Regions from separate parts of the Mus musculus genome. Here regions 2 and 3 are each linked to region 1. Evidence: chromatin contacts called from public promoter capture Hi-C data. All regions are on one chromosome and are shown on one strand. Each heading gives the region's core, a stretch centred on a gene start, on an enhancer-like site or on the middle of the called end of the contact. The rest is flanking DNA. Distances are from core to core; before and after follow the strand shown. Region 1 holds the start of Slfn3 (schlafen 3). Region 2 holds the start of Slfn5 (schlafen 5). Region 3 holds the start of Slfn8 (schlafen 8).

The links. Capture Hi-C pulls out chosen DNA fragments and counts their contacts.
Region 2: a contact with region 1 is called in a promoter capture Hi-C map of liver. The contact joins the promoter of Slfn5 here to the promoter of Slfn3 in region 1. A contact is called at or near these places in 17 of 39 promoter capture datasets (the 3T3-L1 cell line, 3T3-L1-derived adipocytes, the C10 cell line and 11 more), 5 of 484 Hi-C or Micro-C datasets (CD4 T cells, bone marrow-derived macrophages, cerebral cortex and 1 more), 9 of 115 datasets of contacts at active chromatin or transcription factors (the 230-238 cell line, the HPC-7 cell line, the SCID.adh cell line and 6 more) and 4 of 9 other capture datasets (adipose tissue, liver, macrophages and 1 more).
Region 3: a contact with region 1 is called in a promoter capture Hi-C map of liver. The contact joins the promoter of Slfn8 here to the promoter of Slfn3 in region 1. A contact is called at or near these places in 7 of 39 promoter capture datasets (the C10 cell line, embryonic stem cells, hippocampal neurons and 3 more), 2 of 484 Hi-C or Micro-C datasets (the G1E-ER4 cell line and bone marrow-derived macrophages), 4 of 115 datasets of contacts at active chromatin or transcription factors (bone marrow-derived macrophages, effector CD8 T cells, large pre-B cells and 1 more) and 4 of 9 other capture datasets (adipose tissue, liver, macrophages and 1 more).

Annotation. Positions count from the first base shown.
Region 1 is chr11:83,188,667-83,193,787 of GRCm38.p6, reverse strand. Slfn3 (schlafen 3) reads right to left here and starts at 2,458. Exons shown (of 3, transcript NM_011409.1): 1 at 2,380-2,458. Slfn4 (schlafen 4) reads right to left here. Exons shown (of 8, transcript NM_011410.3): 8 at 3,572-5,121. The coding sequence ends at 4,494.
Region 2 is chr11:82,949,626-82,954,746 of GRCm38.p6, reverse strand. Slfn5 (schlafen 5) reads right to left here and starts at 2,645. Exons shown (of 6, transcript NM_183201.4): 1 at 2,552-2,645; 2 at 1-30. The region is part of intron 1 of Slfn5os (schlafen 5, opposite strand); the gene reads left to right.
Region 3 is chr11:83,017,674-83,022,794 of GRCm38.p6, reverse strand. Slfn8 (schlafen 8) reads left to right here and starts at 1,985. Exons shown (of 6, transcript NM_181545.4): 1 at 1,985-2,218; 2 at 2,767-2,882; 3 at 5,073-5,121. The coding sequence starts at 5,080.

The DNA.
Region 1 (5,121 bases), core at 1,209-3,708:
ATATGACATGACTCAGGACTTTCTTTGGTATCATTAACTGCACAAGATCAAGACACCAGTGTTATTTAACATTCCAGCAGGCAGAGTCAGCTAGACTCAGTGGGCCCCAAAGAACTAATTAATGGAGAGAAAGAGAAAATCATGTGAGGTATGGCTCAGAAAATATTTAGGGAATGAAAGAAGGGAAGAGAGGCACATAAATAAGATCAGGATATAATGTTACACATAGGAAATTATCAAGAATTAAAAAAAGGTATTTTATTAAAAAAAAGAAAATTAAAGACAGTGAATCACACTCCTGGGCACATATCCCAAAACATCTAGGCCATTGTACAGGACATACCTGTATACTCATGTGGGTTATCTTCCTGTTCATGTTCACAACAGCAGAGTAACAGAATAAGCAAGGGGCCCTTGAGCAGGTGAGTGGATGAGGAAATCATAGCATGTGCACAATTAAGATCCCTGCATGCTCAGCCTGAACTGAGAGTTTACTCATCCATAAGGAAGAATGAAATGCATCATTACAGGAAAATGGGTGGAACCGAGGATTATATGTCATGAGTCATACAGAAAGACAAGTATTGGGTATTTGCTTTTACATGCAGTATACAGCTTTTTGAAAAGATTTTTTTGAATTAATTTTTTTATTAGGTATTTTCCTCATTTACATTTCCAATGCTATCCAAAAAGTCCCCAATACACTCCCCCACCCCATTCCCCTACCCACCCACTCCCACTTTTTGGCCCTGGAGTTCCCCTGTACTGGGGCATATAAAGTTTGCAAGTCCAATGGGCCTCTCTTTCCATTGATGGCAGACTAGGCCATCTTTTGATACATATGCAGCTAGAGACAAGAGCTCTGGGGTACTGGTTAGTTCATAATGTTGTTCCACCTATAGGGTTGCAGATCCCTTTAGCTCCTTGGGTACTTTGTCTAGCTCCTCCATTGGGGGCCCTGTGATCCATCCAATAGCTGACTGTGAGCATCCACTATTGAAAAGATTTTTTAAAGTTTTATTTTTATTCTATGGACATTGGTGTTTTGCCTGCATGTGTGAGGGAGTCAAATCCCCTGGAACAGGAGTTACAGACTGTTGTGAGCTGCCATGTGGATGCTGGGATCCTTTGGAAGAACAACCAGTCTTCTTAACCACTGAGCCATCCCTTCAGCCCCATCATATAGCTTTTAAAGGGTATGAAAGCACTAGGGAGACTTATGTAGGAAGAGGTCTATCATGTGGGTGGAGGGACAAGGGAGAGTAAAGAGGAACCCATGACCAAAGGACATTCCACAGATGATAATATTACATTGAAACACTTAATTCAGTGCAATTTAATACCAATTAATAAGAAAGAGGCTCATGAGATTGGAAAAACATCGCCATCAACAACACATCAACTTTCCTTCGGACTTTCTATTTGAGGTCTTTGGAAGCTGTAGTTGCCTTTGCTGTTTGAACACTAGAGGGCACTGACAGCTAAAATGACAACTACAGAACCAACCTTACAGTAATAAGAGTTGGTTGGTTGGAAGGCTAAGGTGGGGCATTACAGTGACTTGGCCTATATCACATAAATGCAACTTTCCTCACGGGGCCACTGTGGTTGGGTAGTCTGTCCTACACCTGCTCAGGCAGGCTCCTTTCCTCAACCTCTTCTGGCATGGTTCCTGTCCTCTACCTCTTCTGGCATGGCTGAACTCTGCTCCTTTCCTCTCGCTTCTTGGCAGGAAAATCCTAAAAGTCCCCCCTTTGTCTGCCCTGCCCAGGCATTGACTGTGGGCATCGTTACTTACCAACCAGAACCAACTGGGGGCAGCCACGAAAACTCTTGACCAAACTCAATGCAGTAAAGAGTGCATTTTATACAGGGCTTTTAATATGAAGTTTCCTCCCCCCCCCCCTATTTCATATATAGGCTAACTTATAATTGGATTTTTAAAACCTTCAGGTTGGATTTTAAAGTTAGCCTGGATGTGGAGGAAGGGAGGGCCAGCCAGGCGATACAGAAGGGACTCATGTGAGCATTGTGGCAGAAACTAAAACCACATGCTGGTCGCCTTGTCCTTTCTAGACAGCCTTCAGGGAGGGTGACTAATTACAGGAGCGGATATATTCAAAACATCGCTCAGGCCTCATGATTATTTTCTGTGTTTCCTTCTCTTGCTCTCCATGATCTGAGGATATTGTTCCTTCCGCACTGGTCAGTTTCTTCTAAAGAGGCCCCTGTGTGATTTCAGTTATATAGCAGGACTTTCTGACCCAGAAGCGGTACAAATGATGACACAGAGGCTTTTGGGTATTTTAAAGCTTAAGCCTATAGCTGGGCAGATTCCCAACCAACTTTCTAGTTCATCCCGATTAGTCCTGGCATTACCTTCCATGTGTGGCCAGCTCTGTGTCTCTGCTCCTGTTCAGGTCCGTCTTTCATCTCCGAGGCCCCAGGCATTTTTGGCGCGCCTTTGCTTTCTTTTACCAGAGTCCCTCCCCCAGGAAGTTCTGTCATCCACTTCCTGCCCAGCTCCGGTGAGGGTGGGAGGCAGAAATCAGAGTGGCTAAGGACCTTGCACAGTCATCAGTGTTCCAATGTCTAGCTGCACAGCTAAGCTGAGAATTCCCCAGGATGCCTGGCACTCTAGGGATTATGCAAGGATGCCTCTGAAACAGAGTGCTGTCCATTACATTCTCCTAGTCAGACTGGCTAAACCTCTGTGGGACACTTGCTTCAGTCCCTAAAATGTAGCATTATAAAAAATTAGCAGGTCATAAAAGTATCTGTGTGTAGCTGGGGGGCTGGGTGTTCACAGCTACACCACCATGTGGAGGTCAGAAGACAACTGGCTCGAGTCAATTTTCTCTCTCTCCTGCACAGAGATCCCTGGGGCTGGGCTCCTCAGGCAAGGTGGGAGCTGCCTCCATCCACTGAGCCATCACTTCACTGGCTCCCACTCTTAAGTCTTTCCCCAAGGTTTGTCCTGTTGACCTGAAAACCTGACTCTGCAGCCAAGCATGCCATTACTAGGACTCCATTGCTCTTTCCCAGTTCATGTCCCTACCCAGGTCTCTGCCCCACACTGTTACAGTCATCCTTTACTTGGGTTCCTCCTTCTGACTTTCCTATGTTAATCCAGCTCCTGACCTGATACCCAAAGAGGCTGACATTAGGCAGGCAGCTGCTGCTTTTGTTGAAACTCTCTGCCAATGATCCTCCCGTGAGTTCCCGTAGCTTTGAGAGTGCAACAACTTCCTAGGTCATACATGATGTGTCCCACTACTCTCACGACTTCACACTGATGTCACCTCCATGAAACAAGTGTTTCTAATGTGTCTCAGCCCCAGTGGCTGTTGTGTGGAGGCAGAATGGTAGGGTGATCTCTAGTCCAGCTACTGTGACAGGTGTCACGAGGTGCTCATGCAGCTATGATAATGTGTCTTCTCACTTCCTTGGTCTTCAAAGGTCTAGGCCATAACTCTGAAAACCACAATCGCAAATCTTCAAAACAACTAAAACCCCAAAGCCAGAAAAACTTATCCTGGAAAAACAATAAGAATTCTTTAAGAGAATTTGATGACGTTTTGTTAAGATCATTTATTTTAGAAATATTAAAATGGCAGAACCTTTGTTATCCAAATTTTTTTATGTATAACTTCTCAGTTAATAATGAAGCTTTGTTGAAGAAAGATACAAGTAGAAGAACTGTATTCATAAAAACACAGATCTGAGGACAGAGCACATGAAAAAATGAAGTATATTTTAAAGATGAATTGTATTGATAAAGAAATAGATCAGAGCAGAACATGGCTAAGGATAATGGGGCCTGTGAACACCCAACTCATAGCCCCCATTATCAGAACTGTCGTGATGGGCAACCAGTCTTTTGATGAACTCCATCAAATGTCACAACAGGTTACCACTGTATGTACAATAGCTGCTAAGGGCTAAATGTCGAGAAATTTTATCCTTCACAAACGTAGATTTACAATAAAGACATTTCTTCCTTTACAAAGGAAATACCAACGTTTCAATTAATGCGTAATACTTGCATGTAAACTCAATGCTGTAAATACCTGTAAAGGTATTATCTACAGCACAAACAACATGATGATACGAACATAAAAAAATACATGTCAAATCCTAAACGAACAATATCAACATCTTAAAATCCTGTTATCAATACTTCATCGGAAATGATCATATAAATAGAAAAAAATAGATGCCATGTTGTAGCCCCATAGAAACTGCCAGCATGGCCTAAGACCAGCCTGTAGACTGTCTTACATACAAGAGATACAATGTTTTCCTTTAAGACAGAATGTGTCAAGACAGACTGGAATAAGAGTTAAGATATTTCTCGAAAAGTAAACTATATAGTTGCATGCCTTTAAAAATGCAGACATAAAACGATCACTACAGTTTTACCTGGGTAAACTGTAGAAAGACTCATTACTTCCAAATATTTCAGCAAGAACTTTTTCTAAGTATCCTACTCATCAGATTCGAATATGAGTTAAGACATTTCTCGAAAAGTAAACTATATAACTGCCCACATTTAAAAACGCAGACATAAAAGAATCCCAGTTTCTCCTGGGTAAACTGTAGAAAGACTCATAACTTCCTAAGATTTCAGCGAGAGCTTTTTCTAAGTCCTTTACTGCCTTGGTAGTCAGATAATATATTTGGGGGTAACATATTTTCGCGCTTGAGTCATAAAGACACATTGTCTTATGACCCAAGTATGTTATCTTTACTATAATACCTATTTTCGCAGTGTAACCACAATGGTTTACCAACGTCTGCTTTAATGTTAGGGCAATTTGTTTATAATAGCCCTTTAACTCGGCGCCTAGTTTCCCAAGAAGACTGCTGTTGCCTTCCAGGTTCTCATCTCCCTGGACAAAGACATGCAGGGTCAGGAGACTGCCCTGGGAAATATGAAGCACATCCCAGATAACTTCCTGCTTCTCTTGCAAGCCCAGATCCAAAGCCCAGCTCTTGGAGACAACCAGTGTTCCTTTACGCAGGGAGCCCAATTCTGTCCGGACTAACTGCTCATAGCCTTCATGTTGTGAGAATGGTTTCATGCAGAGGGCTTCTGGAGAGCATATCACCTTTCCAGGC
Region 2 (5,121 bases), core at 1,396-3,895, 240 kb after region 1:
AGATGGTGTCTTGCTGGAACCTCCAGGAAACTGTGGGTATTATTAAGAGCACTCACTTGAGAGCATGATACTGGTTCTGAGCTAACTATAACTAGAGAGTCCACCACCATCACGTTCATTGGCTGGATCTCACAGGAAGGAGAGTTGAAAAGTCTGCTAAGCTTGGCTGTGATTAATTTAGAGAACATATTTGGCTTCCTGAGTAGGAAATAGAGGCGAAATCAGGGAAGCTGCCAGTTATTAGCCAATCAAGTTTTAAATAATCAGGGGTTATGACTTGGTTGCTACAGAGTGTGTGGTCAGATTCATATTCTCTCTGTCTCTTTCTCAACATTTTCCCTTGGGTTAGGCAGACACTTCATATACATGGCATTAAATGCATAATATAGGAAAGAAAGGGATGGAGAGATGGCTCAGTGAAAGAACACTGGCTGTTCTTCCACAGGACCTGAGTTCAAATCCCAGTCCCACATGGTGGATAACAGCTGTCTGTAACTTGGAATCTGAAACCCTCTTCTGGCTTCCAAGGGCACAGCATGCATACAGTCAACAGACATACATGCACACTAAACACCAAGACACATAAAAGAAAATAATAACATCCTTTTAAAACTTCATTTATTTTTACTCTATGTATCTGGGTATTCTGTCCACATGTATGCATGTGTGTGCCTGGTGTCTGTGCAGGCCAGAGAGGGAGTTAGATTCCCTAAAGCTGAAGTTACTGATGGCTGTGAGCTGCCTTGGGAGAGCTAGGAATCAACTCAGGTCTTCTGCAATCATAAGCAGTGCTCGTAATTGCCACTTCTCTAGCCCCAAACAAATAGAGCTTTTTTAAAAATAGAAAAGAAAAACTCAACACAGTGGGCTATAAGAATTTCCCTTCTTGGATTGAAGCCCCTAAGGGAATAGGAACTCTATAGAAAAGCCAACAGAGTCAACTAATCTGGACCCTTGGGGATTCTCAGAGTCTCAACCACCAACCAAAGAACATTCCTTGCAAGTAGGAGACCCTGAGTTTTCACCCCAACACCGCCGGAAACCACCATCTGCTGGTTGTTTTTTTTGTTTGTTTGTTTGTTTTTGTTTTTGTTTTTCTGTAGAAACAAAATCTATGATAAAACCAATGGCTCTAAGTCTGCACTTTGAGACTTTTTTAAAGAAAAAGTCTTACTGTGCAGCCCTGGGTGACCTAGAACTCACTATGTAGACCAGGTTGGTCTTGAACTTCTGGAGATCCACCTGCGACTGTCTTTCCAGTGCTGGGACTAACGGGTGTGGGTCTCACCTGGCATTTTAAGACTTTTAGATGCCTCTAATCTTTGTTTTCCTTCTCCCTTGCTTGTTATAAGTCTAGACTTCTTAGATCCACCAAGTGCCCTCTCAGTGAAAACCTACTGTGTGCTGAGGAGAACAGTGGGCTTTACAAACTGTGCACAATTTAAAAGACACCTCCTCTCCTCCCTTGCAGTTACATAAGAGCAGGAAGTAATACCCTCGAGAAGTTTGAGAGTAGTTTTTCGTTTTGTTTCATATTTTCACCAACAAAGACATTAGAATGTAGAGACTGCCTTTTGGGTCCAGCAGCGACTCCTGAAAGTCCTCCTGCTATGTCAATAATTCAGAAATGGAGTTCTGCTTTCTGATTGGCAGAACTCCTATCCCATCTGGAAAATCCACAGCCATGTCAGTCTCTTCTTTCACTTTCACAAAGATAGAGGCATTTAAAGTTTAAATGTCTTCTGGCATTTAAACCCTTCCATCCGGTTCAGCGTGCTGTGGCACTAAGTCACTGCTCTGCCATAGGTTCAGACACAGAAACCCTCAGTTCCTGCCTATTCCCCTCTCCCACTTCCCCACCACACACACACACACACACACACACACACACACACACACACACACACACACACATTAGGGATCAGTTTCTATTTCCCAGGCACGACAAACCCAGCTTTGGAGAACTTCAGACAGTACACCCACTTCCTCTTAGGGCCTTGCCTCTGAACCACGAGCAACCACCTCACCCCAACCCTAGGACCTGAGGAGCTACTACCAAGTGCTTTCATCTCTCTGATCACTTCCCCTGCCACTTCTGCTTTCAGAACCACCCTGTTTAAAGGGAAACAAAGTCACAGAATCATGCTTTGCAGACCTGCTTCTTTGGTCTGCCCACTGAATTGTTGTTAACCGCGTTATCAGTTATCACAGACACTGGGCTCTGTAGGCACCAAGCCAGAGGTTTAAAGGTGACTCTGGTGATAGACCGGACACTTCTCGTCTCCTCCCCGAGATAGGTCCCTCTCCTCACTCGGCCACCTTCCCCGGGACTTCCCTTCCCAAGCCTTCAACACCTCCGGCCCTCTGCCGCCTAAGCCTATGGGCCCCAGATGCTTCCCAGCCGGCTATCCATGGATGTTACCACAGGTTATAGGAAGCGAACTCTGGAATTCAGGCGCGGCACCCTGCCTCCCCACAACCTCGCGGGGGAACCTGATGACCCTGGATCTGATAAAAAAACTTGTGCAAAAGACTAAGAGGAACCCGTTACCCGCCGGAGTCTGTCCTCCGCAGCCCGCAGGGCGCCCCGTCTCCTGGAATCAGAGCTGATGTCCTGGGTCCAGAGTGGAGACCTCTACCCTGTGTGCTCTTGTCCTTAAATCAGCTGAGCGCAGTGACATCGCATGGGGCGGGGCAATCTGCAGAAAGCAGTCCTGTTCCATGGACCAGGAAACCCCAGTGCTTCCAGTAACCTCAGTTAACTTTAAGAAAGAGAAGAGCTTTTTTTTTTTTCTTTTTCACTTTGAAGGGGCGTTAATAGTTCTTACGGCCACTCAGGGAAGGAAACCTGGCACAATCCCATGTCCCCCAAACCTCCCCGACCCTACTTGACCCTTCACGGGACCCTTCAGACTCCACTGCTCCAGGGTCCCTCTCCTCGGTGCCTGAAAGTCCCTCAGTTTCCCTGGTTTCTGCTGGAATCCTCACAGCAAGATCTTCAGCTTACCAAGGACAGCGATCTTCAGGATGATGGGTCGGTGGAGGCACCTGGAAAAACAAGAGGCAGAAAATTAAAGCCCTCCTTTTTTTTTTTTTTATTACGTATTTTCTTCAATTACATTTCCAATGCTATCCCAAAAGTCCCCCACCCCCGACTCCCCTACCCACCCATTCCCATTTTTTGGCCCTCCTTTATCTCCACTTCCCCAAACGTTCCAGATTGTTGATATCCCCCGCGTCCCACCCCCGCCCTGCTTTCCTCTACCTTTACCCTCCAGGCGCGGTTTCCTGCAGAACAAGTTGCTGCTTGGGGGCTGAAGGGGGGGACAGGGTAGTTCGAAAGGATCCAGAGCAGGATATGCTGCAACTGGGAGTGAGGGTGGAGGCGGAAAAGGACTGAGCTCCCAGGGGGCTAACTCCAGCCTAGATTTCCCGACCCTAAGCATTCCTCCAGTCCTGGAGCCAACTGTCCTCTCCTGCCCTTCTTTGCGCTTCTTAATGTTCTGGCGAGTACATATTTCTCTTAACTCTTTACAACTCAGGCATGGATACCCCCAGAACCCCTGGAGCTGGGGGAACAAATCAGGTTCCCTCCTCCCCAACAGACTAAAGAAGCAAGCTAAAGGAAGCGGAAAGGGGGAGGGGTGCTGTTAAAGAGATTTAAAGCCATTAATAATCTCTCTATTAGTTAGAGACTCAGCTGCCAGCACTTTCCCTTCTCCTGCAGTCAACACAGTTGGAGGCTGCAGTCAGTAAGTCCAGAAAAGCCCAAGGGTGTCACAGAGAGATTCATGTTGGATTCTGTAGCCTTGTGACTCATGGGGGGAGGGGGTGGAGAAGGCACGGGGACTGGGACCTGGCGACCACACCCTTTCATAGCAGCCAGAAGCATAAAGCCTGGTCAGCCTTTTTACATTTCTTCTTTGAAATCCAGATAACTGGTATATAATATTCCCCTTTAAGCAAAGATACATTTCTCACTCTCCATATGTGTCCATGTGTGTGCAGGTACACACACATGTACAGCTATACATGCACATGCATGTTTATACAAGAAGGCCAGAGGACAGACAGTTCATCTGCCCTTCTGTAAACACCTTCTGCCTCGTTTTGAGACAGGCTCTTTCATTGAACTCACCAAATAGGCCAAGATGGTGGGCCAGCAAGCACCCAGTGCTTCCTCTGTGCCTTCCAGGCACTGGGATTACAAACACCCGGTTTGTAGAGATGAAACTCAGATTTGAGCTACCTCTCTAGGCCTCTTTAACCATTCCTGACAGCGAGTTAAAAGTAAACTCTTCATAGACATGCTTACAACGCTCCTTACAATGTTTGCCATTTGATAAAGTGGAATAAAACGAGCTCGGTCTCGAGAGGAAATTGATGTTTTATCAACATCTGTTTAAATGAACAATACATAGCACAGTTAATGTAGGAAGAGCCTATCCTGCAGAGCACCTACACTGAGGTCCGAGAGTGCCCTGACTCTTTTCCTGTCCCAGTAGATAGGGCTCTTCTCAGGAAGCTTAGTCCTTCAACCAAGTCTCAATTTTCTGTTGGGGGAACAGAAAAACAGAAGAGGCTTGGAATTTTCTTTCTGCACTTTTCCCTCAGATTGCAATCACCTTAGCAGAAACAAAAATTCTCTAGAGGGGCTGGTGAGATGGCTCAGCGGGTAAGAGCACTGACTGCTCTTCCAAAGGTCCTGAGTTCAAATACCAGCAACCACATGGTGGCTCACAACCATCCGTAGTGAGATATGACACCCTCTTCTGGTCTGTCAGCTACAGTGTACTTACATATAATAATAATTTTTTTTTAAAAAGTAGTTTTAAAAAATTCTCTAGAGAGTGCCCTCCCTTTGGATTGTCAGTTGAGACAGTGGGCTTGGAAACTACTTGGGGGAATCTCACACTGGGAAAAGGAGAGGTGGCAGCTAGAGAAGGAACTGACTCTCTGGAAGTGCTTTCCCACAGCTCAGACAACTTGCAGGACAGACAGAACCCAGACAGCAATGGGTCAACTTACTAGCAAGACTACACCTTGACCAGGAGTACTGAATTCTGCACACCCTCAGCTTCTGTTTAACTCTAAGCTTGACATCAGTGCCTAGAAGGACTT
Region 3 (5,121 bases), core at 736-3,235, 170 kb after region 1:
GGGGTTTATAAAGGCCCTGTCAGGCTTGATTATGTTGGTGCTGCAGATGCAGCCCCTTCTGCAATGCAACTGCCACTGTTGCTGCTGCCATCTCATGGGACAGCAGGGACAACTGGCAAGGGGAGGGGAGGGAACCACTCCCTTGAAGTGTATGCTATCTGGGCTATTGTGGATCCTCCTGGTCTTCCAGCTTCAGGATGAGCATCTCCTGTCCTAGCCAGAGCATGGGCATGCCTGGTGCACACAAGCATGCACCTGTCTCCCACTCTGTGAACCAGCCGGGGTTGGAAATGGAGCAAGTCAAATCTCCCGTGCTGATCAGGAGTGGGATTGCGCCTATAAAGAGCCATCTACTCTCTTTACATTATTTCCTACAATGCCAATCCCTAGAGCCTCTCCCCAGCTCCTAAGTCTGATGCTCTCCATTTCATTCTCAGTTTTTTTCCTGGGGAATCAGCTCTGCTTGCCCATAGTCTGCAGCCTAGAGCTGGGGCTCCTCTGTTTCCCTATTCATTTGGCCTGTTTGCACAGCCTGAGCACCCACACGTGGCACTTGTGGCACTGGCCTGAAGCTGCCCTAACACACTTGCTTTCTGACCTCCCCTCGCCCCTGGCCCCACCACGCCCTCAAGCCACTGCTGTCAGCCCTCTGATTTCTTTCCATTCTGGTCCACATCAACTCGAAGCCATGTGTACACTAGACAAAACTCTGTCATTTGTCTCTTTGGGTGTGTATCTCTTCATGTGTTTTTATCTACTGATACAACCTGTCAAAGTCACTTAACAAGATAAGGTTTTTGTTCTATCCTGCCTTAGTAAATAATGATTTGTAAACAATATGAGGTTAAAGATCACTGTCTTTTATAAATATATGTTTACCCTTATTTCTTAACTGCCATTAAGTTATAGTGTACCCTATTTGCTAGTACATTCTCAAACAAGTAATTAAGCAATCACAGGTCGTCTAACTCAGATATGCTCAATAGAGACTACTGTCAAACTTGTCAGAAATCTGCTAAATGTATTAATTTTTAAGCTCATGACAGACAGAGACTCCCAAAGCCTGAGAGTTATCTTTTATGTTCTCCAAGGAAAAAAGGACACAAGAGTCTACTAGTCTTGGCTGCTGCTACGGCTTGGTTTACACTGTGGACAAACAGGATACCCTGAGAGTCAAATGCCTCATATTGCCTAAGCCAAGGTGGGTCATTTCTCATTTCACACATATCTAACTCCACAGAAAAAAAGGTTTTTGTCTTTTGGCCTTGAAATCTAGACTGACTCTGCCCAAGATGCCATGGAGACCTCAAGTACCTGGGAGCTGTTTATGTAGTGAACCGTACATGAAACTCTGTCATTTTAATTAATACATGACTCCTAGATTATACTTTATTTTCAGATTTCTGACTCCATTGATAGCTAAGGTAACTGTAGCTTGACAGCTAGAAAACAGACGTAGCTCCTTACCCTAAGGGAATCCACCACTGTGTGTGCTCATTAGTACATTATTTAACTAGGTAAGACTGCCAGACTTCTTACAGACTTCACGATAAAGGATCATAAGTTCAGATGTAAGCTTTCACAGATATAACCTGCTCCTTTCTTACCTAAGCTCAGTTTCCAGTGAGTGAACGCTTCGTGTTTCCTCTTCTAGCTATGCCACCGTTCTAACACTGTTCGGTAGAGTTCTTATACATTTGCTTAACCCTAAAAAAATCCCACTATATGAAATATTATGTTTTCTTTGATTGTCCTTTCCACAGCAGGGAACCCCTTCAGGCTGAGAAGGCTATAAGTCCTTGCTACAGTGAGGAGGCCCACGAATAGCTAAGAATGGGGGCTTAGCTGGAAACACAGCAAGACAGTCAGATCCTTCAAAACCAGAAGTGAGCTCAATCTGGCAGCATGCCTGCAGCTGGCCAGAAAATTTGAGCAGTTTCGTTTTCCCCAAAAGCAAGTAACGCAACCACAAGAAGAACTGAGCCAGTTCGCTGTTACCACTGCTAGCCAAACTCACAGTAGAACCAGGGCTGCTTTTCTGGACTTCACAGGCAGGTGACTAGTCCACAAGTGGAACACTACCCGGCCACAGACCAGAAGGATCTTGTCAGGAGGCTGGCTTCTGGAAAGAAAGGGAGACTTACATTCCTGTCTGTTTCCAAATTCTGCTTTCCAAGGTGGCCAGGGAACAGGGATCAAGAGAACTCCACTGGAAGTGGTGAGTGAGGGTCCAGGTGTGACCTTCAAGGGAGCCAGGGAAAGATGGGAGGCCCGGCTCCAGAGGGAAGGGGCTGGAGAAGAGCTCCAGAGGGAAGGGGCTGGAGAAGAGCTTATCTCCTTTTGAAAAAATTTTATCCTGTCTTGTGTAATTTGTATGAAAAGATCCCATAAACAGATTGATTAGTCGGTATATAGATGCAGACAGATAGGTCCATGAGGGAACACTAGCATTTAGGACGAGCAAGGAGGAAAGAGGAAGTGGGGAGAAAGCAGAGACCAAAAGAAACTAAAAACACCAAGAACAATCCGAACGCCCAATATAGCTCAGGTTCACAATTATTGAAGTTTAGTTTCTGAGTTTCAAGCTTTCCAGTATTTAGAAGGCTTCCTATTGGTCTCTGCCCACGGGCGGGAGAGGGTGGGTGGAGAGTCAGGCAGTGAAAAGGAAAGGCTGGAATTCCGCGCCACCTCCGCGCGCTCTGCGCTCTGGGATCCGGAGCAACCAGGACCTGGTGAGACCCTCAGCTCCCCTCCACCTTCCCTGAGGTCCAGCACACCAGAACTGGGACCTGAGCAGCCCAGAAGCCAGGGTGGCACCACTGTGTCTCTCCTGTCTGAAGACCCGGATATTTTCTCAGACTTGGCGACGCGTTCCTTTAAAAGTAGGTGCTGAGGACTGGAGGGGCCTGGGAGTGAAAGGGGATGATTCCAGTGGGTGAGAGACTGACCAGCCCAGCACAGGAGAAGGGGGACCCAGATGGGTGAAGGGATGGGGGAGGGAGGCTGTCTCTGTCACTCTGGCTTGCTCTGGCTGGCAATCTCAACAGGCAGTCTCTGAGCTGGTAGAGCCTGTTACTCTTAGTAGGTGCAAGTTAGAGTACAAGCTTTAGGCCCAAGGTTCAGCTTTGAAATGACAATGTTGAAAGGGATTCTGCAGATGCCACTGAGCGACCCCTCTCTCTAAGATACTGTCTTTAACTGAGCAATGAGCCAAGAGGCAGAAATAGAATAGCTACTATCTCACCCAGGGTTTATAATCCAGAAGCTATGGAAAAGAGCCTAAGACCCTGGGATTTCAGTTTCTCAAATAGCACACCTTCTAAAGCCTGTTTCCTTTCTGTCCCAGTTCTGCCTAAGATGGCCAGTCCCAATTTGTTTTGCCCAGTGTACTGCCCCAGCCCTTCTAGTGTCTTGTGTGTTCCACTCTTACTTTCTACACACAGTCATCAGAGGCCTAATCTTTCACCGACTGTTTATATGATTGTATAAGGGAGACAAGATCACCTTTCTGCAGGTCTCAGGGAATGGTGCCATTACTATAGACCAGCTGTCCCACAAGCCCCTACAATCCTTCAACATTGGCAAACATCCTCTAGTCTGGCCTTATTCTGGGTCACATGACACTTTTAGGATTTTACTCCCTTAAAAAACCTCAATTATATACATCTGGAGAGATGGCTCAGCAGTTAAGATCACTTCTTGTTCCTGCAGAAGACCCAGGTTCAATTCATAGCACCCACACAGCAATGAGCAATTCTCATAATTTTGGTCCCAGGGAATTTGAAGCCCTTTTCTGACCAGGCACCAGGCAGGAGATGTACAGACATACAGACATCTGTAACCTAACCTCTACCAGGCCCACTGCTTGCCTTTCTCCTCTTCTTCACCTTTTCCCAGCTCATGGACCACTGTCATTTCCAAACCTTGGTGCTCAGGATTCTGTTGTTTCAGTCCCTCAGCCTCCTGCTCCATCTTTAAGTTCATTCTGTGCTGGCTCTCTCTCCTCCATGGTATATATTGTTAATATTCCCATCGCAAAGAGAACTATCAATTTCTCTTAATACAAATTTTTCTGTGCCTCTCTCTCTCTCTCTTTCTCTGTCTGTCTCTCTCTTTCCCTCTCTCTTTTAGTAAGTCTATCTAGTGGCCTTTTCTGTACCTAGTTTTCATTTTTTTCATTTCTCAATCCATTGTGACAATTCATAGACTTTTGCTTATTGACATATATGAGCCAAAGAATCTGGGAACTTTTTAAAGTTAAAAGTTATGTCATTTCACCAAACATCCCCCACCCTCCCCTTCTCCTGCCCACAGACAGGGTTTCTCTGTGTAGCTCTGGCTGTCCTGGAACTTACTCTGTAGACCAGACTGGCCTCAAACTCAGAGATCCTACTGGCATGCCTTCAAGCGCTAGGATTAAAGGCGTGCACCATCACTGCCTGGCATTTCCCTACATCATTGAATAAGACTTCCTAATCTCAGTGTGCATTTCTGGTCAGCAGTTTAGATACCTGGAGAATCTCAGCATCTACCCTTGAGCTCCATGCCCAACACCATACTCCTCTTCCTTTCTCCCACCTCTGGGTTTTCACCTTTTTTTCGACATCTTCTTCAAGTATATTCTTCCATCATCTCTTAATTTATTAGAAATATATACCAAGCTGTGATATCTCACTCCATGGCACACCCTTGGATTTATTGATTCCTCCTGGTCTTGTACCTTAATGACAATGGCTACATCCTGACACTTCTGGTACCTAGGCATCATTGTCTCCTCCTGAGAGCTTTATTGAATCGCAGGTTAACAGCCAAATTAGTTTAGACACCCCATCAATTGTTTGTCCTACTATAACCCATATCACATTTGATGATAAGTTCTACTTTGATTGCCCCTTCAAAACAGTTTCTAAAGAGAAAGGACTATTTTTATCTTACTTGATATTTTATTGCTCTGACAGAATATATTTACCTCATATTAAATATGTTTCAATACGTAGATGAGTGAATTGTGTGCATGGGAGAAGTAAGTTTTTAGTAAAAGTAAAACAAATGTTTGGATTGTTTGACTATAGGATCAGCATGGAGACACATCCCTCCTTAGCAGTGAAATGGTCGTGCCCA